7 separate regions of the Mus musculus genome follow, and regions 2, 3, 4, 5, 6 and 7 are each linked to region 1. Evidence: chromatin contacts called from public HiChIP or PLAC-seq and promoter capture Hi-C data. All regions are on one chromosome and are shown on one strand. Each heading gives the region's core, a stretch centred on a gene start, on an enhancer-like site or on the middle of the called end of the contact. The rest is flanking DNA. Distances are from core to core; before and after follow the strand shown. Region 1 holds the start of Mtres1 (mitochondrial transcription rescue factor 1). Region 2 has its middle 28 kb from the start of Crybg1. Region 3 holds the start of Crybg1 (crystallin beta-gamma domain containing 1). Region 4 overlaps Crybg1 (crystallin beta-gamma domain containing 1). Region 5 overlaps Gm5079 (predicted gene 5079). Region 6 overlaps Sobp (sine oculis binding protein). Region 7 overlaps Crybg1 (crystallin beta-gamma domain containing 1).

Evidence for each region. Promoter capture Hi-C pulls out the DNA fragments that hold promoters and counts their contacts. HiChIP or PLAC-seq counts read pairs in DNA pulled down with a chosen protein or histone mark.
Region 2: a contact with region 1 is called in a FOXA1 HiChIP or PLAC-seq map of pancreatic cancer cells. The contact joins the enhancer-like site here to the promoter of Mtres1 in region 1. A contact is called at or near these places in 6 of 39 promoter capture datasets (the 3T3-L1 cell line, the C10 cell line, cranial neural crest and 3 more), 2 of 15 datasets of contacts at CTCF or cohesin (the NIH/3T3 cell line and pro-B cells), 2 of 484 Hi-C or Micro-C datasets (LSK cells and bone marrow-derived macrophages) and 6 of 115 datasets of contacts at active chromatin or transcription factors (the NIH/3T3 cell line, bone marrow-derived macrophages, embryonic limb bud and 3 more).
Region 3: a contact with region 1 is called in a promoter capture Hi-C map of pre-B cells, with 7 times the contacts expected there. The contact joins the promoter of Crybg1 here to the promoter of Mtres1 in region 1. A contact is called at or near these places in 10 of 39 promoter capture datasets (the C10 cell line, cranial neural crest, embryonic stem cells and 6 more), 2 of 15 datasets of contacts at CTCF or cohesin (large pre-B cells and pro-B cells) and 7 of 115 datasets of contacts at active chromatin or transcription factors (astrocytes, bone marrow-derived macrophages, embryonic forebrain and 4 more).
Region 4: a contact with region 1 is called in a FOXA1 HiChIP or PLAC-seq map of pancreatic cancer cells. The contact joins the enhancer-like site here to the promoter of Mtres1 in region 1. A contact is called at or near these places in 1 of 39 promoter capture datasets (neutrophils), 1 of 484 Hi-C or Micro-C datasets (bone marrow-derived macrophages) and 4 of 115 datasets of contacts at active chromatin or transcription factors (bone marrow-derived macrophages, large pre-B cells, pancreatic cancer cells and 1 more).
Region 5: an H3K4me3 HiChIP or PLAC-seq map of embryonic basal ganglia shows a contact between it and region 1, with 3 times the contacts expected there. The contact joins the enhancer-like site here to the promoter of Mtres1 in region 1. A contact is called at or near these places in 7 of 39 promoter capture datasets (the 3T3-L1 cell line, cranial neural crest, embryonic stem cells and 3 more), 1 of 15 datasets of contacts at CTCF or cohesin (the NIH/3T3 cell line), 5 of 484 Hi-C or Micro-C datasets (the N1E-115 cell line, cranial neural crest, myocytes and 2 more), 12 of 115 datasets of contacts at active chromatin or transcription factors (the NIH/3T3 cell line, craniofacial prominence, embryonic basal ganglia and 9 more) and 1 of 9 other capture datasets (embryonic stem cells).
Region 6: a contact with region 1 is called in a RAD21 HiChIP or PLAC-seq map of pro-B cells, with 2.9 times the contacts expected there. The contact joins the enhancer-like site here to the promoter of Mtres1 in region 1. A contact is called at or near these places in 8 of 39 promoter capture datasets (the 3T3-L1 cell line, the C10 cell line, cranial neural crest and 4 more), 1 of 15 datasets of contacts at CTCF or cohesin (pro-B cells), 3 of 484 Hi-C or Micro-C datasets (the Ba/F3 cell line, the N1E-115 cell line and nephron progenitors) and 7 of 115 datasets of contacts at active chromatin or transcription factors (the 230-238 cell line, embryonic forebrain, embryonic hindbrain and 3 more).
Region 7: a promoter capture Hi-C map of pre-B cells shows a contact between it and region 1, with 11 times the contacts expected there. The contact joins the enhancer-like site here to the promoter of Mtres1 in region 1. A contact is called at or near these places in 14 of 39 promoter capture datasets (the 3T3-L1 cell line, the C10 cell line, the HPC-7 cell line and 10 more), 3 of 15 datasets of contacts at CTCF or cohesin (the NIH/3T3 cell line, large pre-B cells and pro-B cells), 4 of 484 Hi-C or Micro-C datasets (B cells, the CH12 cell line, bone marrow-derived macrophages and 1 more), 9 of 115 datasets of contacts at active chromatin or transcription factors (the 230-238 cell line, the NIH/3T3 cell line, acute myeloid leukemia and 6 more) and 1 of 9 other capture datasets (macrophages).

The regions. Positions count from the first base shown.
Region 1 is chr10:43,539,282-43,542,563 of GRCm38.p6, forward strand. It overlaps Mtres1 (mitochondrial transcription rescue factor 1), which reads right to left and starts at 1,737. Exons shown (of 4, transcript NM_026411.2): 1 at 1,659-1,737.
Region 2 is chr10:44,175,205-44,178,486 of GRCm38.p6, forward strand. It overlaps the pseudogene Speer5-ps1. Among named protein-coding and RNA genes, the nearest start is that of Crybg1, 28 kb to the left of the region's middle. Within about 2 kb of position 1,532, at least 26 of the 459 cell types and tissues checked have an H3K27ac peak or open chromatin away from gene starts, as enhancers often do. A contact at or near this core is called in fetal liver and pancreatic cancer cells, where this site is marked.
Region 3 is chr10:44,147,050-44,150,331 of GRCm38.p6, forward strand. It overlaps Crybg1 (crystallin beta-gamma domain containing 1), which reads right to left and starts at 1,779. Exons shown (of 22, transcript NM_001368305.1): 1 at 1,544-1,779. The coding sequence starts at 1,710.
Region 4 is chr10:44,110,592-44,113,873 of GRCm38.p6, forward strand. The region is part of intron 1 of Crybg1 (crystallin beta-gamma domain containing 1); the gene reads right to left. Among named protein-coding and RNA genes, the nearest start is that of Crybg1, 37 kb to the right of the region's middle. Within about 2 kb of position 1,555, at least 47 of the 459 cell types and tissues checked have an H3K27ac peak or open chromatin away from gene starts, as enhancers often do. A contact at or near this core is called in pancreatic cancer cells, where this site is marked.
Region 5 is chr10:42,971,511-42,974,792 of GRCm38.p6, forward strand. Gm5079 (predicted gene 5079) reads right to left here. Exons shown (of 3, transcript NR_153349.1): 3 at 1-1,048. Among named protein-coding and RNA genes, the nearest start is that of Gm5079, 18 kb to the right of the region's middle. Within about 2 kb of position 1,476, at least 94 of the 459 cell types and tissues checked have an H3K27ac peak or open chromatin away from gene starts, as enhancers often do. A contact at or near this core is called in craniofacial prominence, embryonic basal ganglia and embryonic limb bud, where this site is marked.
Region 6 is chr10:43,001,230-43,004,511 of GRCm38.p6, forward strand. It overlaps Sobp (sine oculis binding protein), which reads right to left. Exons shown (of 7, transcript NM_175407.3): 7 at 1,271-3,185. Among named protein-coding and RNA genes, the nearest start is that of Gm5079, 12 kb to the left of the region's middle. Within about 2 kb of position 1,697, at least 42 of the 459 cell types and tissues checked have an H3K27ac peak or open chromatin away from gene starts, as enhancers often do. A contact at or near this core is called in pro-B cells, where this site is marked.
Region 7 is chr10:44,068,322-44,071,603 of GRCm38.p6, forward strand. All of the region lies in intron 1 of Crybg1 (crystallin beta-gamma domain containing 1), which reads right to left. Among named protein-coding and RNA genes, the nearest start is that of Crybg1, 79 kb to the right of the region's middle. Within about 2 kb of position 1,695, at least 122 of the 459 cell types and tissues checked have an H3K27ac peak or open chromatin away from gene starts, as enhancers often do. A contact at or near this core is called in B cells, the CH12 cell line, the HPC-7 cell line and 6 more, where this site is marked.

The DNA of each region.
Region 1 (3,282 bases), core at 487-2,986:
CAAAACCCAAACTAAACAAAACCTGAACAGTGACAACCGTGTCTGTCTTACTTGGTCAGCTTCAGCCCCTGCCGCACTGACACTAGTCTTCATGGTCCTTACACACAAGCAGCTATCCTTAAAGAGTGTTTTCCATGGCTACAACTGATTTAGAGCTGGGGTGATTATAAAGGATAGAGATTTTTTTTTACTCATGCCTCTAGAGTCTGGGAAATTCAAGTCAACTGCCTCTAACCCTCTTCTCCCCTTAAACAAACTCCCCTTCCCTTCTGCCCTTTAGAAGCTGCCATTTGGTGAAAGGACTTCTTGCTGCATCACAAGGTGGAAGATAAGGATGGTGTAAGCATGCCAGAGAGAGCTTGTTTTCATAACAAAGCCACGTACTCCCTTAATACCCACTAATACCGACTGTCCATTCTTCAGAAAGAACCTTCATGGCCCTGCTCTTCCTAAAGGTACTGCACCAAATTCCTAACACATGAAACTAGGGGGACACATTCTGGACAAACTAGGGACCTTTGTTCCAGACAGGCCTAGAACACTCTCACTTAGGTATCTGCAAGGAAACTCACCTTCAAGTCTAGACTCAAACACATCCCCTCAGCGGGGCCTACCCATTCCATTCCAACTATTCCAACGCAACTCCACCTTGCCAATCGGTCCCCTTTACCACACTTACCCCACCCCCAGAGCTAATCACAGGCTGCTGTGTAATTTACCAGATGCTGTCTGCATGTGCATACACTCCACAAGACTAGACTTCTTCTTCATCCCTGTTTTATTTATCTCACGTGCACAGAAATAGTGCCTGGTAATTAAAAACTTGCAGAAGCTAGGAACGCTGTTGCAAGCCTATAATTCAAGCATCTGGGAAAGAGGCAGGAGCTCACGTGTTCAAGGACATCGTTCACTATAAAAGTAAGAAGCCAGTCACAACGAGGCCGCCTTAAAAAAGTCTTATAGACCTAAGTCTGGAGGTCACCCAGACGGCACGAGAGATACAGAGAGTTTTAGTAGGAAAGTAACCCGGCAGGAGTCCATATGAAAAAATCTCCTTGACGGCAGTTTGCATTAGAGATGACTAGGAAAGAAAGCCCGTAAGGTTCGTTTCGGGTGAGATTTCTATAAAGCTATAGACTCTATAACGAAGGCTAAGACTGGCAGAAGAGCAGTGTTTAGGATACACAGGCAAAGCTGTCCTTGACCTGCACTACGCTGGGAGTGGATCCACGTTCCTTAGCGTGTCACCGCTCTGTAAGACCCGGGCCTGGCCTCCAGTTGGTTGGGTCTACAGCTACGAAACCCTTCCCTTCTGCGGACGTCGGAAGCGGACTTCTACACAAGATCGAGTTCCCCTGGAGCCCTCCCATCCCGAACCTTCCCCAGGTCCCCCAAGGTCAAAGGAAACTGGACACTCCCACGCCGCCCAGCCCCGAGTCAGTGTGTCTGCAGCTTGCTGCACCCAAGTCCGGGGACGCACAGCCTGGGCCAGCTTAATTCCCACGGTCCCGGGGTTCGAGAGGCGTCCCTAGGCAACCCCAACTCTGCGGAACGGGAAGGGTTCGCAGACACGGCCGGAGCGCCGCAGGGCAGAAGCCAGCCGAGGGCGAAGCGCCCGGCGAGGGGCTGAGCCGGCGGGCCAGTAGGGGCGCACTCACCTGCGCAGTCCGCTGGTCCCTCCCCGGACCGCGCCGACCGCAGGCGGGAGCCACCTCCGCACCTGCCCCGCCTCTTCCGCCCCAGCCTACGCAGAGAGTGGACCCCTAGGCGCATCTGAGCACGGTGGTGGCCTCACAGCGTCCCCTGCTGGACGCGGCGCCTTGGAGGACCACGCTGTTGAGGTCGGGGTGTGGGGAAGTGAGGTGGGGGGGGGGGGGGGGGGGAGAGGGGACGTGGGAGGCCCATCCCAGGCCCGCTGAGCTTGGCAGCCAGTTCCAGAAGAATTTGGTTTGGAAGCAAAAGTTCTTTCTCTCGAATAGCCAAAGCCCTGAACTTCTTAGTGAGTTATAGATGTTGTCTCCAGAAAACTGTCTTAACATCACAGAATATAAGAGTTTACTTCTAACCCGTCCGTGTGTAGGTGTATCGCTGTAATCCCAACACTGGAGAGACCGAGGTAGGAAGAATGGGGGTTCAAGGTTTTCCTTGGGTACATGACTAGGAAGTTCGAGGCCAGGCTGAGCTACAAAGAAATAAATATAAATGGGAATAAATAAAATACCTCACATTGGGTGTGATCCTATCATTGGGGGAGTGGAGGCAGAAAGATCAAGTAAGTCACTTGACCTGTCTTTGGCTACATAACAAGCTTGAGACCAGCTTGGGTTACATGAAACCCTGTCTCAATATATCAACCCCTGACCCCCCACCCCCCAAAAAAAACTAAGTCACACCGTTTTCGTTCAGTTTTCTTGCCATGCCAGAAGTGATTGGACAGGGGTTAGAGTCTAGGAAAACACGGTTTAGTGGAACCAGTGAAAACAAACCTTGGGAGTCAGATGGAATATAGCCCAGACACTAGAGTACAGTCAGTTTCACAAAAGTTGTTTTTTTGTTTTGTTTTGTTTTGTTTGTTTGTTTTTAAAACGTAAATACTTTTACGTGTATGAGTGTCTTTGCCTGCATGTACCATGTGCCTCTATGCTGAAGGAGGCCAGAAGAGGGCATTGCATCTCCTGGGACTGGAGTTACAGATGGTTGCTAACCACCATGCAGATGCTGGGAATGGAATCTGGCTCATCTGGAAGAGCAGCCAGTGCCCTTCCCTCTGGAGCCCAGGTTTAGATATGTTTGCGTTAACGTTTGTTGGGATATATGCTGTATTAAACGAGAAGTAGCCTTCCTGATTTTCTTCTTTTTCAGACGTTTCCCTTCCAAGTCTGTGAGCTCTGTTCCCCGCCTTTTCATTGATGCTCCTTTCTCCTAAGTTGGCACAATAGTTTCTTGATTGTGTTTGTATAAGAGGAATGCACAACTACAAATTGTTTCAAATGCTGAAATGATACATCTACACGGTTGACATTGTGAGATCAGGAGGGATACACAGTTGCATTTACTTGTAGGTCAACACCTGCCATCATGTTTGACCTAGGGAACTCAGGTCTTTTAGTCTTGGCAGCGAAAGCCTTTATCCTTTGAGCCAGTTCACCACCCCTTGGGAAAAAATTTTTTAAAAAAATTAAAAAGATTGCAGGGTATGGTAGCCCATGTCTTTAGTTTTAGCATTTGTGAGGCAGAGGCAGGCAGATCTCTGTGGGTTTGAGACCAGCCAGGTCTAAAAAG
Region 2 (3,282 bases), core at 282-2,781, 640 kb after region 1:
TGGGGTGACAAGTGCATACCCTGATTGGCATTTTGATGTGACTTCCGGATATTAAAACCATGTCCTCATGCAAATCATGACTCTATGGGGTCATCTATCCATCTGGTCAACCCATTTCCCACCCCAGTCTTTTGAGGTGATAATTCTGAAGAGATCTGATCAATTCAGGTGGGTATGACCATACACTGAGGTTGTCATCCCAACATTCTTAGTTTAGGATTGATAGACACTAGAGCTGTGTACAGCTTAGCGGTACATTCCAAGAGCTTTTTGGTCGTTTGCGATGGGGGCTCTGGAGTAGTCTGGAGCTTTTTGTCCTGCCTTCAGCTCCTGAGTTCTGCAATAGAGTTTTATCTCAAGGTCAAGAAAATGTTAGGTGAGAAATAAAGGTTGATAATAAATGACTATAAAGAAGGTTCTGGGGGGCGAGGGCATTAACTCAACTGATAGAGTGCTTGTCTAGCATACAAAAGGCACCCGGTTCAACCTGAGTTCGAGCCCCAATACCACATAAACAAGGCATGTGCCTGCAATCCCAGAACACCAGAGGTGGAGACAGGACAATTCAGAGTCCACACTTATCCTTATCCGTATACTACATTCAAGGCCAGGAAGAATGGCGAGCTAATGATAGTCCAAGTGAAGGTACTTTTGGCTTTGGACCCAGTGTGTCTATGTCCCCCCAGTCATACTATTCCCCCATAGCCAAAATCAACATGTCTCTGGGACTGTTAATGCTCATGCAACTTCTTCAGAAAACGTCCGCCCTCAGCAGCACAGAAAGATATAGAAAGATACAGAAACTACCTTCCATTCAAGTTTGCTGTGAACCAAAAACTACTCTTGAAAATAAAACCTGTTAAATCTTTAAAAAGCACCTGTGCATGTCGATGTATGCCTGTAATACCAGCATAGCGTATGTGAATGTGTGTGTGTGTGTGTGTGTGTGTGTGTGTGTGTGTGTGTGTGTCTGCGCGTGCGTGCATGCATGTGTGTGTCAGAGGAGAGTATTTAGGATTCATTTCACTCCTTCCACAGTGAGTTCTAGAGATCAAACTTAGGTCACCAGGCTTGTGTGGCAAGATATTTTACTTGCTGAGTCATCTTGCCAATTCCGTTTCTTTTTTTAAAAAAGTGTGTGTGTGTGTGTGTGTGTGTATGTGTGTGTGTGTGTGTGTGTGTGTGTGTGTGTGTTTCAAGAGGTAGGCAGTGATCAAGAGTGGGAGGAAACCAGAAGCTTGTGGATAGGAGATCTGTGGTTGAGTTTGTCTGGTGCCTGTGTTTTAGGGCCACATCTCAAACCAATGAGAATTTGTTGTTGGAGCATCTATTCTGGAATGTCTGGTGACTTGATTTTGTGCAGGTCTTTTGTAGTAAGTATTTATGAGGGTTTCTATCCTGTTTTAGATCATTCAGTTCCCAGATAAAAGACACAAAACCTTCATATGTATGATAAGCCTTGGGCAGCATTAGAGCTGGGTGGAGATCAACCCTCTAAGCTACTTTGCCCCCTTCCCTGTCAGTGACCCTGAGATATGACTTACCATGTTTGCCTGGGCCACCCTTACTCTGACTGGCCAGCCTTCATAACCAGTTCTCATGACTCCTCACCTCATGACCACTTCTCCTCTCTCCACCCTCTCTTTCTTCTCTCTCATGGTCCTACCTTCAACCCCAAACTCAGGAACCAAGACTCCACCTACCTCTCCTCTGCCCAGCTTAGGCATCATTATTTTAAAATTAAGTTTAATAGCATCACTTGGTGTGTAGGAGGATTTCCTTGTCCCTGGGGGCAACCAATCCTTGGGCACTAGTATTTAACATGGCAATACATAGCAACAGACCAAACCTTAACACAGGTCTTGTTCAGATAACACTAGCTGCTATGTTCACACATGCAAAGGCCATATCATTTCCAGAAGACAAATTTCACAGTGTTCCTCCTCATTCTCCAGCTCTCTCTCTCTCTCTCTCTCTCTCTCTCTCTCTCTCTCTCTCTCCCTCCCCCTTCTCCCTCTTTTTCTTTCTTTCTTTTCTTTGATCTGAGTCCAGGAGCTCAGACTCAGGTTGTTAAGCTTGGTGCCTTAAGACCCATTGGAGCATCTTCCAGCTCAGGAAGGAAACGGGTCTGAGAAAAATCAGAATTAGTACTAACAAGTTTTAGAAGGACTTTTTAATCTCTTTTCCCAGATTTATATTGTATATTTATATTACTGACCCAGGGCCAGTAGCTGAGGGTGAGCATGTGTGGAAGCCTTTGTTGTGCCACCTCCTGTGCTGGGATTACAGGTCTACACCACCACACCCAGTTATGGATTTGAATAAATTCTGTGTGAGAGCCTGTTTACAGCCTTTCTCACACTAACCAGATGTTTCCTCCTGGACAAGTCATCAAGGGTTGAAGGGGAGACTCTGACACCTAGTGGCTACAATGTATTACTACAAGGACTTCTTTTGGAAATTTTAAGAATGTCCTTTTAAAAAGTCACTTGACACTTGTCATTCTAAGTGGACCAAGGAACTCCACACGAAGCCAGAGACACTGAAACTAATAGAGAAGAAAATGGGTAAGAGCCTCAAAGATATGGGCACAGAGGAAAAATTCCTGAAGAGAACAGCAATGGCCTGTGCTGTAACATCAAGAATCGACAAATGTGACCTCATAAAATTGCAAAGTTTCTCTAAGGCAAAAGACACTGTCAATATGACAAAATGGCAACCAACAGATTGGGGAAAGATCTTTACCAATCTTAAATCCGATAGGAGGCTACTATCCAATATATATCAAGAACTCAAGAAGTTGGTTTTCAGAAAACTAACCCTATTAAAAATGGGGTACAGAGCTAAACAAAGAATTCTCAACTGAGGTATACCAAATGGCTGAGAAGCACCTTAAAAATGATCAACATTCTTAGTCATCAGGGAAATGCAAATCAAAACAACCCTGAGATTCCACCTCATTCACACCAGTCAAAATGGCTAAGATCAAAACTCAGGTGACAGCAGAATCTGGCAAGGATGTGGAGAAAGAGGAACACTCCTCCATTGCTGGTGGGATTGAAAGCTGGTGCAATCACTCTGGAAATCAGTTTGGCGATTCCTCAGATAATTGGACATAGTTCTACCAGAAGATCCAGAAATACCACTCCTGGGCATATACCCAGATGATGCTCCAACTTGTAATAAGGACACATGCTCCACTATGTTCATAGCAGCCTTATTTATAATAGCCAGAAGCTGGAAAGAACCCAGATGTCCCTCAACAGAGGAATGGATGCATAA
Region 3 (3,282 bases), core at 529-3,028, 610 kb after region 1:
CAGTAGAGAGGTTTTATTTTGTTTTCTCATACCATCAACTTCCACATCTCAAGCAAACATTGAAAATACCAGAGAGGGAAGAGATTGCTCAGTGGTAAAGGATGTAGAGAACCCACATTCTTTATGCTGAACCTCTGAATCTGGCAGCTTAGAACAGCCTGTAACAGCAGTTCCAAAGGACCTGATGTCCTAGGGTGTCTGTGCAATGCGCACGTGCACACACACACACACACACACAGACAGACACACACACACACCATTAAAAGTAAATACTAAATTTAAAAATAGAGAGAAAATACTAGTGAAAAATACTGTATCTGTATTGTCTATACAACTATTTTTCCTTGACATTATTTCCTAAGTAAGATATTTCACCACCACGTATACAGCACTTATAGCATATTCGGTATTAAGAATGTTCTAGAGATGATGAGGGATGGGGAAGGAAGCTGTGATGGCAACACAGCCTGAATTCCCAGTGCCCGGAAGGCTGTGGAATGAGGGTGAAGGTTCCGTTGGGTCTGGGCTAAACCTGGGACTCTAAGTGATAATGAAAACAACAACAATAAAGTCTGTGCTAGGACCTGGGCGCAGTGGAAGCTGCACTGATCATCTGGCCGTCTGCTTTGAACTTCTAGAACTTCCTCCCAGGTGGAGTGAAATGCTTGTAAAGATGCCCAGACTAGAAAAATATCCCAAGGGCTGGCAAGTACATTTGTTTCCAGAGCTTTTGTTAACACAGAGTTCCTCGGAGTTCTGAAGGACAGAATGAAGTGTTTCCTGATGGCCTAAAACACAGAAAGGTTCGAGAAGGAAAATCTACTTGTCACTTTGGTATCAGTTTGTTTTCTCTTGAATAAAATACCAAGAGTCGTGTGTTATTACATTTTGATAGACAGGAAACTAACCATCAATTCTGATAGGATAACTGAAAGTTACACATGCACAATAAAACCAACACACACACACACACACACACACACACAATCTATGTATAATTTAAAACAGGAGCCAAGTTTTTTTCCTTTTGGTGTTGAGACGTGAACCTTGGGACTGTCACAAGCTGGGCCAGCACCCTGTCACTAAGGTACAGTCGCAATCCTTATATTTTAAGAACGAGGTACTCCCTGGTTTGGCTACTCACTGAGTCTCTGGGGGACATTTACCCCAAGGCCACCTTTTCTCTATCCATTTAATAGAGTCAGCTAGCCCCTCTACTTCCTCCTCCTCTGGATCTGTGAGAATAGTGGAGACTAATATCCATGAACATGAGGTACTTTACGATTAAGGCGCTAAAATTAGAGTATTTCCAGAGCTCCAAGGCATTCCTAAAGGCATTCATTTTTGATTCCAACCCTTGGCTGCCCTGCTTTTCTCAGCTGCAGGTGCAGACTTAAGAAAGTCAAAACTAAGGTCCCATGAATGAGACTCTAGAGTACAGGCTGAGGGTCCTGGACCCTGTGGTATAGTTTCGGGGCGGGACGAACTTTGCAAAACCGGCTGAGCCACGGAGCAGGAGGGGATCGGAACACTCAGCGCTTACCTGGTCTCCCCGAAAGCCCCGGGCGGGTGAGGGATAAACACCCCACAGCTGGACGATGGAGACTGCTTCTTCTTGGAGCGCCAGATATGGAAGGTGGGGTGTTTCTTGGGGGCCTTGGACGGGCTGGCCTCCCTGGGGTCGCCCTGCGATGGTGGCGACAACGGCATCTCCTCTTGTGCCTCTTCTGCGGGCTCAGACTCAGTCCTCCCCGGGGCCCAGCGGTGCTGGAAGAACTCACCTGGGCGCTCGCTTGCCTGCCCTATCACGCTCGGCGCCGGACCCCGCCCCCTTGCCCCTGCGAGGGACAGTGGAGGGTTAAAGGACAGCGACTAAGCAAGGCTGGGAGGCGGGAGCTGGCTGGGTCGCTCCACAGTGCCCCCGCGCGGCCAGGTGCAGAGGTCTCGGGAGCCTCGGGTACCACAATCCCGCCCCTCGCCCCCGGATGCGGCGCAGCGCCGCCCCCTACCGGACATGTCGGGAACTGCCCCCCCCCAACCGGAGCCTGGTCCGGTTTCTGTAATAGCAGGGGTGCAGCTGCAGTGGGTCACCCACTGGAGTTCCTTGGCAGCTCTTGGCAATCCGGCTGGCTGGGTGAGTGGCTGCTTAGCCAACCCCATCTGGAGAAGGATGGGAGAGGCACGTCCCCTGTCCAGGCCGCCCAGCAATTAGGACTCCTTCACTCTGGGTGGTTTGGGCAATCACGTGCTGGGCGGTTTGTGATGCTGTTTGTAAGCACGGGAGTGCCAACTTCTCCACTCTCCTCAAGAGTCTGAAGAATTAGTTTGGATTCGCATCCCGTAAAGCATCAAGGGATTAAAAACCACACGGAGAAGGACATTAGCGAAGCTTTGCAGTTCTGAAAGGGCTCAATATACGCCTCACAGTGAATTGAACGTCAGACCCATAAGGTATGCGTCACATCTTTTACTGCTAGTAACTTTCTTTACTTAAGCAGCACTAATATGCAAAGGCAGTGGTATTAAGCGAAGGAAGTTCAGTAACAATCCTTTGGACATCATTAACATACGAAGAGGCTTAAGACCACTGCTCTAAAACGGAATGCCACCACGCTGCAAAGCCTTCTTCTTCGCTTCTTTGCAGATGCAGCTCATGATTTCAATCCTTCACTTACTCATCCAGAGAACATGCATTATTATTCCATTATTTTCTTTACGTTTGTTACAAGATATAGACTACATTGTGGTTAAAGCATACAAATCATGGTGGGCCCAGGAACACATGCCTGTTATTCCAGCACTTGAGAGGCAGAGGCAGACAGATCTCTGTAAGTTTCAGGCCACCCTGGTGGTCTACAGAGTGAGTTCCTGGACAGCCAGAGCTACACAGAGAAACCTTGTCTCAATAAACCAAAACCAAAACAAACCAAAAAACATAACAAAAATGAAACAAAACAACAACAAAAGGAAAGAAAATACCTCCACTCGGTATTAGTGTGTGAAAATTATTTATATTCTTGCTTCTGGCCATTAAAAAATGTGTACTCCTATTGCATGGTATGACTATCCCATAGTCAACTGTGGGTGGACATATAGATTGTTTTCATGTTGGAGTTATTATAAGTAAAGCTGGTGTGGTCCTCAGACATAAGCATTCATTTCTATTGGAGACACACACAGGGGTTCAAACTCAGTAAGAGGATGTGCATATATGCTCAGCACTGGTGAATCCTGCAGGGACAAGGTAACAAATGGTTTTGTAGCATTTTCATGTTTCTTCAA
Region 4 (3,282 bases), core at 305-2,804, 570 kb after region 1:
ACCCCAACCCAGGCCACATCCATATCAGACCAACCTTCCCACACAACAGTAGGCCACCAGGTGGGGGCAAAGTCCTGGGTAAGGTTCTTGGCACTGTAATTTTGAATCCCAATAATAATGACTGTGTTATTTGCTCATGTTAAAAAAAAATCAATATTTAGTGAACATTTTGTTACAGCCCTCAGAGCTAACTCCCTCTGCAAGCTCACCAGCTTCAGGTAGGACACAAGTTTGCAATGGATTTTACTGCCTTATTCTAGCAGGCAGAAATGTTTTCCTGGTTTGTACACTACTCATTAACCACACTTATCAACAATCTTTTTTACTTCGTTCTTAAGATTAAAATCAGTCTCTTGGAACTTACTATTTTTATGATGAATGCCCTTCCTTTATTTTCATTCCCACAGTTGCAAACACAATATTTTGTAACAGAGGTTGGCTGTTCATGCACAACTGCACCTTTAAGAAACACTGGGCAGGAGATTGCTGAAGAGGCAATTTGTACACCAGAATTTTCATTCTTAGCGCTCAGGCGGTGGAGCGCTGTTAGCAACAGATCAGTTGCAGCTCTAGCACAGGAAAGCCAACATACGGGGGTGCGCAATCACCCCGTAACCCCAAGTCCTTTTTCATTGTGTGTACAAAATGGAATAACACAGTGGGAAGAGCAGCAGGCTGGCGATAAGGAGGGCTGGAATCTGGCCCTTACCAGTCTCCCTTGGCTTCTCACCTTGCAAGGAGCCACCTCCCTGCTTCAGTTTCCAGATATATAAAATAGAGATTACATCAACAAAGCCGCCAAGCCCCGACTTGTCAAAGGTGCTGATTAGAGAGGCTGAAGATGGAATCTTGCAAACCTGGGCCTGAGTCCTCTTCTGATAGGGCTCCCACGTGCCCTTCAGCAAGCTGACTGTGCTTTCCGCACTCGACATCCCATCGTACATTATCTTGGTCAAGTCCTTAGAATCCCCACAGATCTCTGTTTCCCACCTGTTGTTCGGCTTGTAGTATAAGAACAAGGCTTGTAGGGCCTTGCACAGGCCAGACATGTGCTCTCTAAGTGAGCTACACCCATAGCTTTTGTATATTGGCTTTAAGCCATCCATCCAATGTAGCATTTATATACTTTTTTAAAGGGAGGCCTTTATTTTACATATATGAACATTTTGCTTACATATATGTTATGTGCACTGTGTGCATACAGTGCCTGTGGAGGCCAGAAGAAGGCATTAGCTCTCCTGGAACTGGAATTACAGATGGTTGTTAGCCACCTGTGGGTGTTGGGAATTGGACCCAAGTTCTCTGGAAGTGTACACATAACCACTAAGGATCCAGCCTACTCTTTAAATTCTATATGTGTGATGGCGAAGAGATAACAGCACAGAATCAATAGAAAAGCAATAGTGGGTTCTTTTCTCTCTTAGAAAGTCAGAAAGAAAAGCACACGCTGAATGCTAATTTATATAATCACAACCTGCAAGCTGAGATTCCTTGTAATCCCACTGCAAACACAGCTACAGTGTCTGACCTAGTGACTCACACCAGGCTCTCCTATACACAAAACTACCGTAGTGCTGACCAAAAGGTTTTCCCTGGGTGAAGAAACGTTGACAGGAAGTAGTGAGGTGAGTCATTGGATTTCTTCAGTCATTTTGAAATGCCTCTACCGACTCTGGCTGGCAGTAACCTGGGCGCTTTCGATTGAATATGAATCGATGGTCTCTTCTACCATGCACAATAAATTGTTCCTCTAGGGGAAATTCTTCCCAGGGAAGATTTCACGATAAGTTGAAGTACCGTTCCTAAGTGTAAAAGCCAGTAAAAGCATGCTTCATCTAGTCTTCAGTTACTCGCTTGGCCGGTCTTTTGGAGGTGTGTACGATGTGAAGCCAGGCATGAGGGTTAGCTGGCAGCCTTCTTAAAGCTGTTTGTGTTCTGGGTCTCACAGGAGTTGTGTTAGATGGATGCCAAAGGTCTGAAAAAATATGGTTGACTTTGCTTAGAGCAAACCAACAAGAGTTCATAGATGTAACACTGAACTGGTAATAACTGAGAAGTGGAAGAAGAAAAAGGAAAAAATACAAGGTCGAGACAGGTGTGGGTCAGTGGGAGAGCACGGGAGAGCACCTGCTTCCAATGTTCAAAGCCCTACGTTCAGTCCCCAGCACCATCATACCAACAAGGTGGCTTAGGGGAAAAGGTCACCCAGCAGAAGTCACTGAAATTCAATTATATTGAACTATAGCAGTTCTAATGGATACACACACACCCTGTATCTTTTGTTATCAGTGCTTGAAGTAGCTTTGGAATTCACTGGGTGTTCAGTTTGTTGGATTGTTCAAATGCCTGCCATGTCTGGGGCCTGAAAACCTTCAAAAGTGAGCAAGGCAAGCGTCTAGCCTCTATCATGACTTCACAGCTCCCCGAAGGAAGAAACCTGAAAAAGAAGTGTGTGTCATACTCAGACTCAGTGCTTCCTGGCAAGCTAAGCTAAGCCCAGATCACACACTTCAGGGAGACATCGGTATCGCAAAGGTCTCCCTGACAGATGCAGCAGCTCAAATTCCCACATGAGGACAGCAAAGGGTTAGGACTGGACTCCCTGGAATCCGGCGGGGTGTGGGTGACTATTATACTTAATCTCGGCTAATCCTTCGTTAGAAATGTTTCTAATGCAGAGATCACTGCCCGGTGACCCACCCACTGCTCTCAGGGTGGCAGACTTGGCAGTAGCCTTCCACTGACCCCGAACCATCTCAGAAAGGCACAATGTGCCCACTGTGGAACAGTGTTCCCTGATGCCACCCTCTCCTTTATCAGAGATGAGAGGGATAAGACTCAGGCTTACTGAACAAACACTGGACTGGATCAGGTGCATTAGAAATGCCCAACCCTCACAGCCTTTGGTATTTTCTTTGATGTTTGCATCATTCGAATCAGATTCCACAAGAGTGATTCTCAACTCTCTTTACATGTATACCTGTGCTTCTTGTAAAAAGAAAACCATTTCAATTATGCAGGAAGGAGCAATTCTGGAGAATTCTCACAGCACGGTGACTATAATTAATGCTATTGAACTGTGGCCTGACCTGGTAGCACCCACCTGTCATCTTAGCACTGTAGAGGTGAATGCAGGAAGGTCAGGAGATCTAGGCCAGCTCTGGCTATAAAGCACGTTCAAGGCCAAGCTCGTATTCAAGAAAAACAGACAAACTCTATTATCATCTAGATACTTGAGTTTAGTAAGAAAGGTCTTGTTTGTTTGTTTGTTTTGTTTGTTTT
Region 5 (3,282 bases), core at 226-2,725, 570 kb before region 1:
ACGTGATCTTCCCAGCTATTAGGGGGGCAGACCAGACAAGGCCCACGTGTTTGCACCTTTACACTGTCCCAATATGCCACAGGTCTGTGACTTAGCAGTAAAGCAGGCTTCCTGTGACTAGACTTCCATAGTCCAGAGTGGGAGAGCCCACCCCAGCTTTGTGGGGTGGAGGCGCTTATGACAAAGTTGAGGGCACAATGAGGACCTGCTTTAGGGGCTCTCTCAGATGTCAATCTAAGCAGCAAAATATTGAGAGTCAATTGGGGTGGGTTTTCGTGGGCAGGTCAGCAGAAAGAATCTCCGTGAAAGGGTTGTTGCTTGGTTCTGGGAATTGAGTGCACTGTCACATACACAACGAGCGACGCGAGACATCAAACCTTCTGATCACTAAGAGCGCTTAGTACTTCCATTTATTTGAGTACTCAGCAAACTCACACATTTCCCCACTCCACCTTCCAGTTAGGAAAACAAACAAACAAACAAAAACCATGTTTTAAATGGAATTGCTTTTCTCCTTGAACTCCTCGTTGAGGTTGATTGGATATCTATCTCCGAACCGCTCCTAACTTATGGCTAACCTATTAGCAGATGCAATAAAATACATGGGAAGATGAAGGCTATTTAAGTGAGAAATATTTCTCTGAGCTCTCTGGGGACTGGAGGAAGGGAAATGTGGATCTAACAGCCGTCCTATTGCTAGTTTTAGATTAACAGGTTTGGCAACAATGTTTTGTTAGCAGCAGTTAATCAGTGAAACCCATTACTTACGAAGGTTATCACTCCCAGCACAAACTGCAAATTGCAGTTTCCTTCTCTCCAGGCTGAAGCTAACATTCTTAAAAATTTGCATCTCCAAGTAGTATCTCATTAGCAGAAGCAGGGTAAACAGAAGCGCACTAGAAACCAGGTTGAGGTTTGTAGTTCAGTCTTGTTAGCCACTGTTTTTTGGTGTTGGTGAGAATTGTGTGTCAGAGAGAGCTAGGAAATGGTGTCTTCTTCTATCACCAGTTGCAGAAGGCACTGTCGAGTCCAAGTATTAATCCATAGACTTATTTAAAAAAAAAAAAAAAAAAGGCCCGGTCAGTTCAAACTCTAAGTGGACGTGCTCATAGATTTGAGAGGAGGCTTTTTAGTGACCCTGGAGAGCCACTCTCTTCTCAAAGCCACCTCCATTAAGCCCCATACCTCTCCCTTGTCCATGACTTCCTCGCCCTCCTACCCGCCCCCGCCCCACATCTGTTGACTCAGCTGATTGGGAAAATCCATGGCTTCATATTTCCAACGGCCCCTGCCTGTGTTTCTAACATATTTATCCAATCCCTCTCCCGATGGGGCCTGGGGGGTGTCCGGAGAATCCAGAGAACCTCAGAGCAGAATCCGGCAGCACTAACCGCCTACCTAGGGGGCTCCATTGCTCCAAGTGGAGGCTGTAGCATACAGTCCACAAGAAACGCTCTGGCGCCCCTGGAGGTGAGCACTGGGGAAGCCGTTTCCTTGATGGGAAGAGCTAGGGAGAGAGATCTGCGAGGCCTGAGCCTTGGAGATGTTCCGTCCCAGCCTCACCTCTGGAAGGGTTGTGGCTCAACACACACCTGCATTCACTGCCCAGAGCCCCAGCTCAGCAATGACAGCTCAGCCGCAGTTCAGCGTTTTTTTGTTTTTGTTTTTTTGGGTTTTGTTTTTTGTTTTCCTTTTTGGCTCAAACAGCTCCAGAGGGAATAAATTTGAGTTTTTTTTTCTTCCATTGTGTGTGCGTTGTGTATATATTTAGGGCCTTTGACTCTCATTCCTGTTGCGGGTTCTGTTCCCCAGCCCATCCCCTGTGGCCCTCCCAAGTATCCCCCACCCTCTATCCCCTCGCTTAAACTCCCCAGCATCCTCCCACCCCACCCCAGGAGGATTCTGTTCTCAGGTACAACTACCCTTTCTACACTTCCAGTGAAACACTCTTCCCCTTTTGCTTGTACCTCCGTATCCTTCCTCCACTTGGCTCTCGAAACACTTGGGGGCGGGGGGGGGGGGGGAGGTGTTTTATTTCCTTCTTTTGGCCCCTCCGCTCTCACCCAGAGTGAGAACATCTTGTGTCTTACAGCCTTACATTTCCCACCAGGAAACATTTCCAAGGGCCTCGGTGACTTGTGAAAATTCCTTCCAAACCTGTCTCTTGGAAACAGGATGGCAGATGAAAGATTTCTTCATTAAAATTAGACACTTTAAAGAGGCATCGGGTAAAAAGCTCTGGAAACCCAGTCTGCCTCTAGCTAAGGAGAAGGCTGCTAGGAGGCCTGAGCTTCAAAAGGAGGTGGGGATTCAGGACAAGACGGTTTGTGCCTACTGGGCTGGGCTGTTGACTTACAGTCAACTCTTCTCTCCACAGTTGCTGCTTAGAGCCCCTCTGGTAAGGTGTCTGGGAGTCCTACTGACCTGCTGTTATAATAGAACAGGATATGATTTATGGCTGAGAGGCTGGTCAAGCTCCAGATGAGGTTTCAAGCAATGATTTCTCATCTGGGCATCTAATGTTTGATTATACAGCTGGGCGGTGTCCCTTGTAAGGCTGCTTTACTGCCGAGAGCCAGTCCCAAGCTGGGGGGCAAAAAGGACCAGCAGAGTTCACCTGGAGCCTGGAGGAAACGCCTGGGCAAAGCCTTAGGAAACGTGGGACCTGGAAAGCAGCAGCTGTCTGATTCTGGCTGAGTGTGGAAGGAGGAGGCAGCAGAGCAGGGTTTCCTGGGGAGCAGATTGGCCTTGGGGGGCTTCAGGCACAGCAGACTCCACAAAAAACCCCCCTTTGAGCAGCTGAAGGACAGCAGGCAGGTGATTAAAATGAAGTCGGGGTGGTGCCAGCCTGTGGATAGAAAGATTCGGCTCTCTTCAGCTGAAGATCTGTCCCTTGACCAGAGGCCTCAGTTCTTAGATCCTGAGAACTTCAGGCTCTGCTCCCCTTGACTACCAGGTGACACTGTTCCTGGATGGCAAACCAGGCTGCACTCTTAGCCACCTCTGCCCTGTCACACACGGCTTGAGTTCCTTCAAGAATGGGTCTAAGAGAGGGAGTGACCATTCTGTTACAGGAGACCCCTAATGTTAGCAATCAGACACCTCCATGGCATGTAAGACTCTGACAAGCCTTAGCTTACTCAGGATCCCCGAGTGGACAACGCAGAGCTGGAGATTGTTGCAAAAGCAAGAGGTATTTATTGTTCCAACGCACTGGGGTTGTCCTGCACCGGAAGGAGAGGTGGCAACCTCGGGCAGCCCGTTCAGCCAGTTTTTATACAG
Region 6 (3,282 bases), core at 447-2,946, 540 kb before region 1:
CTAAACCCACCAAGCTTCTTCTTATGTGTTAAAGGGGAAGAGGCTTTTCCTCGAATACTTGCTATGAAGAGGAAGTGAGGCTGCTGTGCGTGTGTTTAATCCAGGCTGGTTCTTACGTCCTTAATTGTTCTGTTTCTCTTTGTGTGTGGTTTTGATGGTTCAAGAGAGGGATACATTCAGAGAACACCAGGATCAGGAGGGAGGGAGGAGAAGGAGACAGTGGTTGGTGAGATGGCTCAAACCCTTTTCCTGAGGGCACAAAGGTACCTTTTGTTTCCAGGAGGGTCCAACTGTTTGCTGGATGACATACAAAAATCTTGGATGACAGACAAAAGCCAGATCAATATCCTGGATGCCTGTCTGTATAGCCAAGTCTAGATGAATACCGCTATCAGGGACTTTGACCCAGACAGCCACGGAAGGTGCCCTGGGTCTGGCATGTTTATGTCCTCACTAGGCCTGCCACTAGGAACTTTACACAGAGCCACTTCCATAAATGTAATCTTCACCTGGAAGCCTGCAAGAGTTCCCCATGTTCCAGAAGAGAAAGAAACCAGGCTTCTGGACTCCACAAGCCGACTGCTTGGAGGATCCATTCATGGTTCTATTATTTTAATGATCATTTGTCTTTTTTTGACATGCCAAATCAGCTAGTCGTGGGATCGTGGACAGCGCTGTTTGCTTTGCTAAGTTGGAGGTTTTGCTTTGTTTTCACACATAGAACCTGAGGATTCGACTTGATTTACCTTGGTTAGAACCACAGTTGATGCACGTTTTTACCTTTGGAGTCTTCTAGTGTTTTCAGATGAACCGGGTCCATCTGAGCAAAGCTGCAGCCAAAGTCCCAGTGGGCCCTGGGGCAAGAGGGGCGAGGTGGGGTCAAGTGGGCGGGGGGGGGGGGAGCGGAGTGTGTGTGGAGAGAGATGGTGATTGGAGCGAGTGGGACTCAAGGCAAGTACTTACTTACAAGGCAGCTACTTGACTCTCAGAATTGAGATCTAAAGTCTCCGCTGACAAGGTCAGCAGTGTCTGCAGGCCCCAGAACTCCCTTTGTGCACAATGTCTCGGGTCACAGTTGGGGTAGCTGGCCCAGAAATCTCAGTGTGGGACATGTGAACCCAGTACCTCATCACCTTTGAAAGCTTACATCATCTTAAAAAGTGTCTCCAGGGACTGAGGGGAAAGGAATCAGCACTTTCTATAACAAGGCAAATAACAACAAAGATCTTAAGAATGAGAAAAGCCAAATAAGCACGTGTAAGTGCGCAGCTGATGTTTCTCAGAGATTTATTTGTCTGACAATTCCGACGCAGCAGGAAAAGGAGTTCCCAGAGGGGCGGCTGCTTCCTGCAGGGCGTGGCTTGGTGGTGGGTTGTAGGCTGGTTTAGTTTGTTGTTGGAAGTTTTTTTTTTTGTTTTGTTTTTTGTTTTTTTGTTTTTTTTCGTTCCCTTTTATAAATCTCTCCCTGGGCGTATGAGCAACCCCTCCCTCCCGCCTCCCTTCCCCCTGCCCCCCAATTTCATGTTTAAAAAGCGAGCTTGCTCGCCAGGTGTGTCCCCCCAAGCTCCCACGGCTCTAATAAATAAGAAGCGCCTGTAAAACAGTAGCTTGACTCGACTGTACAAAGGCGTAGATAGAAATACAGTCTGTACACGCGGACCGCGGCCCCAGTGCAGCCGTAAAGCCCCTCCTGCCCTCCCGCCGCGTCTGTCACCCTCCTGCTGAGGCTCTGTGGCCTGGAGGGGCGGGGCACCTGGACCCCTCCAGAGGGAACAATTGCTTTTATTTGAGTTAGTAAACAGATACACTGAATCACAAGGTGATTTGACTTGGTTTTTTTTTTTTTAAGTTTTCTTCTTTTTTTGGATTTTTTTGTTTGTTTGTTTGTTTTCTTTTCTTTTTTCCGTACTCATCAGACTGGGGCACTGTACGACTGTCTCAGCGACTCAGTGCCAGTACACATGTTCTAGAGGACTTCTGGACTCGCAGCTACAACTGTACAAGTGCACACAAGTAAATCTACCCTGTTATCCTCCACCCACTGATTGAGGATCGAATTGCACATTTCTCTTAACCATGACAGGAGAAAGCAAACAGTGAAACAGAATCCGGGGTGATCTTTCTCACTTTCTCTCTTGTTTGCATCGGCTTGTCCATACCATTCTAATTATCATGAAAGGACTCTGCGCAGAGAGAGATTGTCTCGCTGACTTCCTGGACCACAGAAAACCATCAGGGTTGAAATTTCATCCAGTCTTTCCTGACGCCCAGCAAATATTCCCCCTCAGATTATATTACACCTTGAGGGCATTTTGGTCTTCAGTTCAACACTCTTGCTCTGTTCCCAAATGGGGCGCTGTTTAGGGGCATGTCAAGAGAAAGCTGAGAAGAATAAACATTTACCGAGTTCTCTTGGCATTCGGTCTCCGTAAAACCACAGTATAAACTATCCATGCTGCTTCCTGCATCTGGCAGATTGAAAATTAAAAGCCATAAAAGTGTAACACTGAAAATATGGCATCAAAAAGGATAAAGGTGGCCTTTGTAAAAAATAACATGAAAAGTATATTAGCCGATAAAATATTCTACCTCTTCATTTAAAAGTGCATCGTGGGCTGGGCAGAGATGAATCGGAAGCATTGAGAACTCCAGCACCATCCCGTCTCTCCCCACCAAAACGTGAACAGTTCCGTTCCTAACCCATAAAAGCAAATCACAATTCTTATCGTAGCAGCAAACCACAGCAGTTCTTAAAAAGATTTATATATATATATAAAAGGTTCTTATTTTCCAGTCCCTGTCATCCTCCGGCCTCATCCATAGAGCCTTGAAGATGGGGCGAGGATACCTACATTGGTCCTTGTGGCGGGTTGGTGTTTTGTTTTGCTATTTGTTGTTGTTTTTAAACCAGCGAAATCCCTAAGTTCTTCTGGGGAGACTCTAGATGAAGTGGGCAGGAATGGTGGGCCCGGGCTTGATGGGTCCAAGACCTGCTGGCTTCTCCGGCCTTGAGGCCACCAGGGAGAGCCACTTCCTCCAAGATGTTTAATGACCGGAAGCTGTGTTATTTGCTTGAGTTTTAGCCAGAGGGAGGTGGTGAGCTGACCAGCTGGTGTCACTGGATGGCATGACATGGTTTGCTCCACGCCCTCTCTCCATGCAATGTACCCTGGGAGCGAGTGTTCCTGGGAAAAGATGAGAAGGATCCATGAGAATGCGCTGGACCAAATCTCTACCCAATCCGCCCACCTCCTCCCACCCTGTCTAGCTGCAGAGAACCGG
Region 7 (3,282 bases), core at 445-2,944, 530 kb after region 1:
GAGCAAAATTGTATAGATAGTCTACTGTCCTTAATACTGATCTTTGGAGTAAAATATATATATTTATTTATTGGAGATTGAAGAGATGAAAATGTTCTCGTGTGCCCCCTATGAGAGTGAAGGCAGGTGTCCAAGAACTGAGCTGTCTCTTCTATTGCACCATCCATGTTAAATGGTCCAAAGATGGCAAAGCTGTTTGTTCTTTCTACATATTTTGCTTGTGAGCCAATCCTTGCCTGTTTATAGTACAGGATCCTTTCCCCTCTAAGTAACCCAAAATCTAGCTCAGAGAAACCAATAAAAAAAAATGTTTATTAACATATAAACTAAGAAGAGCTCCTGAGCTTAATCAGTGAACTCAACTGCTTCTAGATTCTGTGGCTTCTCCAGTTCCAGACATCACAGAAATGCCAGGCTATCTTCTTGTGCATCTTCCTCAGAAATGAGGAAATATCCCAAAAGCCATTTCTTGTCACATGTCATTACACGACAAACCAGTTCCTGGACCTGCTCCTTTGAGCCTGGAGCCTGAAGGACACTGTGTCCATTCAGAGAACAGACATCTGACAAACCTAGGATTCTATTAGGAAAGAATGAGTGGGGAGAGGCAAAAACGGATGCTCTCTACCTGCTGCCCGGCTTTCTCGTGAAACAAGCTCCCCACACTTACTGTAACACTGATACAGGTAGAGTCAGGCCATGTTTATGACTGAATCTGAGGCATCGAAGTAGAAACCCATGTGATTTAGGCCTCACAGTAGGCTGAACCCAGGATGCCTGTCTGCTTGCTCCTTTCACTCATGGTATACACTAGTAAGGCTTAGCATGGACCCAAGGGTTGATTCTGTTTGGTAAGCCTGTACTCGTGATCTCCCGGACTCAAGATACACACCGTCCTGAGGCAGGTCTCTTATCAGTGGCCAGAGGAGGAGAGAGCTATCGTTTGCAGTCCCAGGGAAGGGCCTGGCCTAGTGCTCTTCTGAAACAGGAAGTGCTGTCTGAGGCACACTCATTACTTCAGACCTGCCTCTGAGGGAGGAGGAGATACCAGTGACTTCCCTTTCCTCATGACCCAGATCCAAACAGCAGCCACGCACCTGGCCACTCCAATCATCATCTCACACGCTGCTCCAGGACTTAGGTGAGCGGGAATGAAAGGCCAGGAGATGTGTGGGCCCAGAGGTCATCATGAGGCAGGCTTAGCTGCAGGGCAGCCTTTCACACACCTCAGATGCTCCTATCACCTGTAAGGACTCCTCACTTCCTCTAGATGCCTCAGCCACAGTAAAGTTATTGTACAAGTGTTTATCCTAAAACACAGTGCCTTCAATCCCAGCACCCAGGAGTCAGAGGCAGAGGCAGGAGAATTTCTGTGAGTTCCAGGTCAGCTTGGTCTAAATAATGAGTTCCAGGATAGCTACAAAGTGAGACCCTGTCAAAACGAAAACCAAACAAACACAACACAACACAACACAAAACAAACCCACAACCCCAAGACTGTAGGGTAATGGCCTAAAATACAACCTACAAGATGGTTTCTTTCTACTACATAGAAAGAAAACACTGGGAGTCATGCAGAAGCTTTATAGATTCTGGGAATCTTATCACTGTCATCTATCTAGCCATGCCAGATATCAACATGCATAAAAAGGAACAAACCCACACCCCCACCTCTGGAGGTCTGTGAGGCCTAGGGCTATAACACACTCAGTTCTGAAGAACAGTTGCATAAGGACTAGACACTTAAAATCTCCCTAGCCTAAAAGCCAACCTTGATAAATGTTTGCAACAGCAAAAGCCAATTGGAAAGTTGGGTACTTTTTCATGCCTAATGAAGTAAATTTTAGTTTCACTCCTAACAATTAGGCTAGAGGAACCATAAGAAAGGCTAAATGTTGCCAGGCAGTGGTGGCACACGCCCTTAATCCCAGCACTTGGGAGGCAGGGGTAGGCAGATTTCTGAGTTCGAGGCCAGCCTGGTCTACAGAGTGAGTTCCAGTACAGCAGGGCAATACAGTGAAACCCTGTCTCGAAAAACCCAAAATAAATAAATACATAAATAAATAGGCTACAATAGAGCAAGGGAGGATTTGTGAGAGAGTTTGGAGGGAAGAAAAGAATGGGGGAAATAATATAATTATATTGTAATCTAAAATAAAAGCTATTAAAAAAAATAAAACAGTCATTACTGGACAACAATCGTTTTGGTTAATAAAACAAAATTAAATCCTCTAAAACTGCCATCTTGCAATGGAGTCTTAACAGAACCTGTTTATTAATTTGATAATTATAATAATTTCTAAATTTTTTTCTTTCTTCTCATGAGACAGAGTCTCACTGTGAAGCATTGGCTGGTCCGGAACTCACTATGGAGACCAGGCTGGCCTTGAACTCCTAACACTCCATCTGGTTCTGTGTGCTTCATCATACTGGGCTTAATTAAAGTCTTTCCTGTTTCCCTTTTAAGGGGCAGATATTACTCTGCCTTAGTCAATATTTGTTAAGTGCTTGCATTTACTCAGGGTCATGGCTAAGAGTGGGAAACAGCTGTCAGCTCCTTTCACTTTATCCTTCCTGTTTTCCTTCATTTGAGTTTCTTTTGCAAAACCAGAGAGACCATCTCCCTGCAATTGATTTTGTTAAAAATAATGGTAAGGTTGTATCCTTGCTAGTGAATCCTCTTATGTTAGAGAGCCACATACCTTTTCTCAGAAAAATCCCTGAAGCTTACGTAAAACAGTGTTGGGCTCTTTAAAAAAGAAAACAGCCCAGTACAGATAGGTAAGGGGTGGGAATCCTCAGCCTGTGGCCCACACTTCTGCTGTCCTCCTAGCTCCTGGAGCAGACAGATGTGCACTGCTTTGTGTTATAGTGGGTAGGGATTAATGCAGAGCTCAAAGTGCCCGAGTAAGTGCCTGGGACTGGTTATAGAAGTGGCTCAGCTAGGCTCACAACCAACACAGCTGCATTGACTGACGGGGCGTATAAACTGATGCTGTACTGCCCTCTGCCGTCTGAACAAGTATTATTAGTGAGTTCTCCTAACCTTATAGTTATTGAAAAGGAAGTTACCTAAAGGTACCTCTGTGTGCATCAAGGCATTTCCCAGTTAGAGCCTGAAACAGTATATAATACAGCCACTCTTATGAACAAGACACTGGTTAGAAGTGAACATAAATGTACTGGCTACACACACACACACACACACACACACACAAGGGCAGGGGAGAATGTGGTATTTCTTTAGTTCAGCTGCTAAGTGGTAGAGAAAAACCTTCTGGG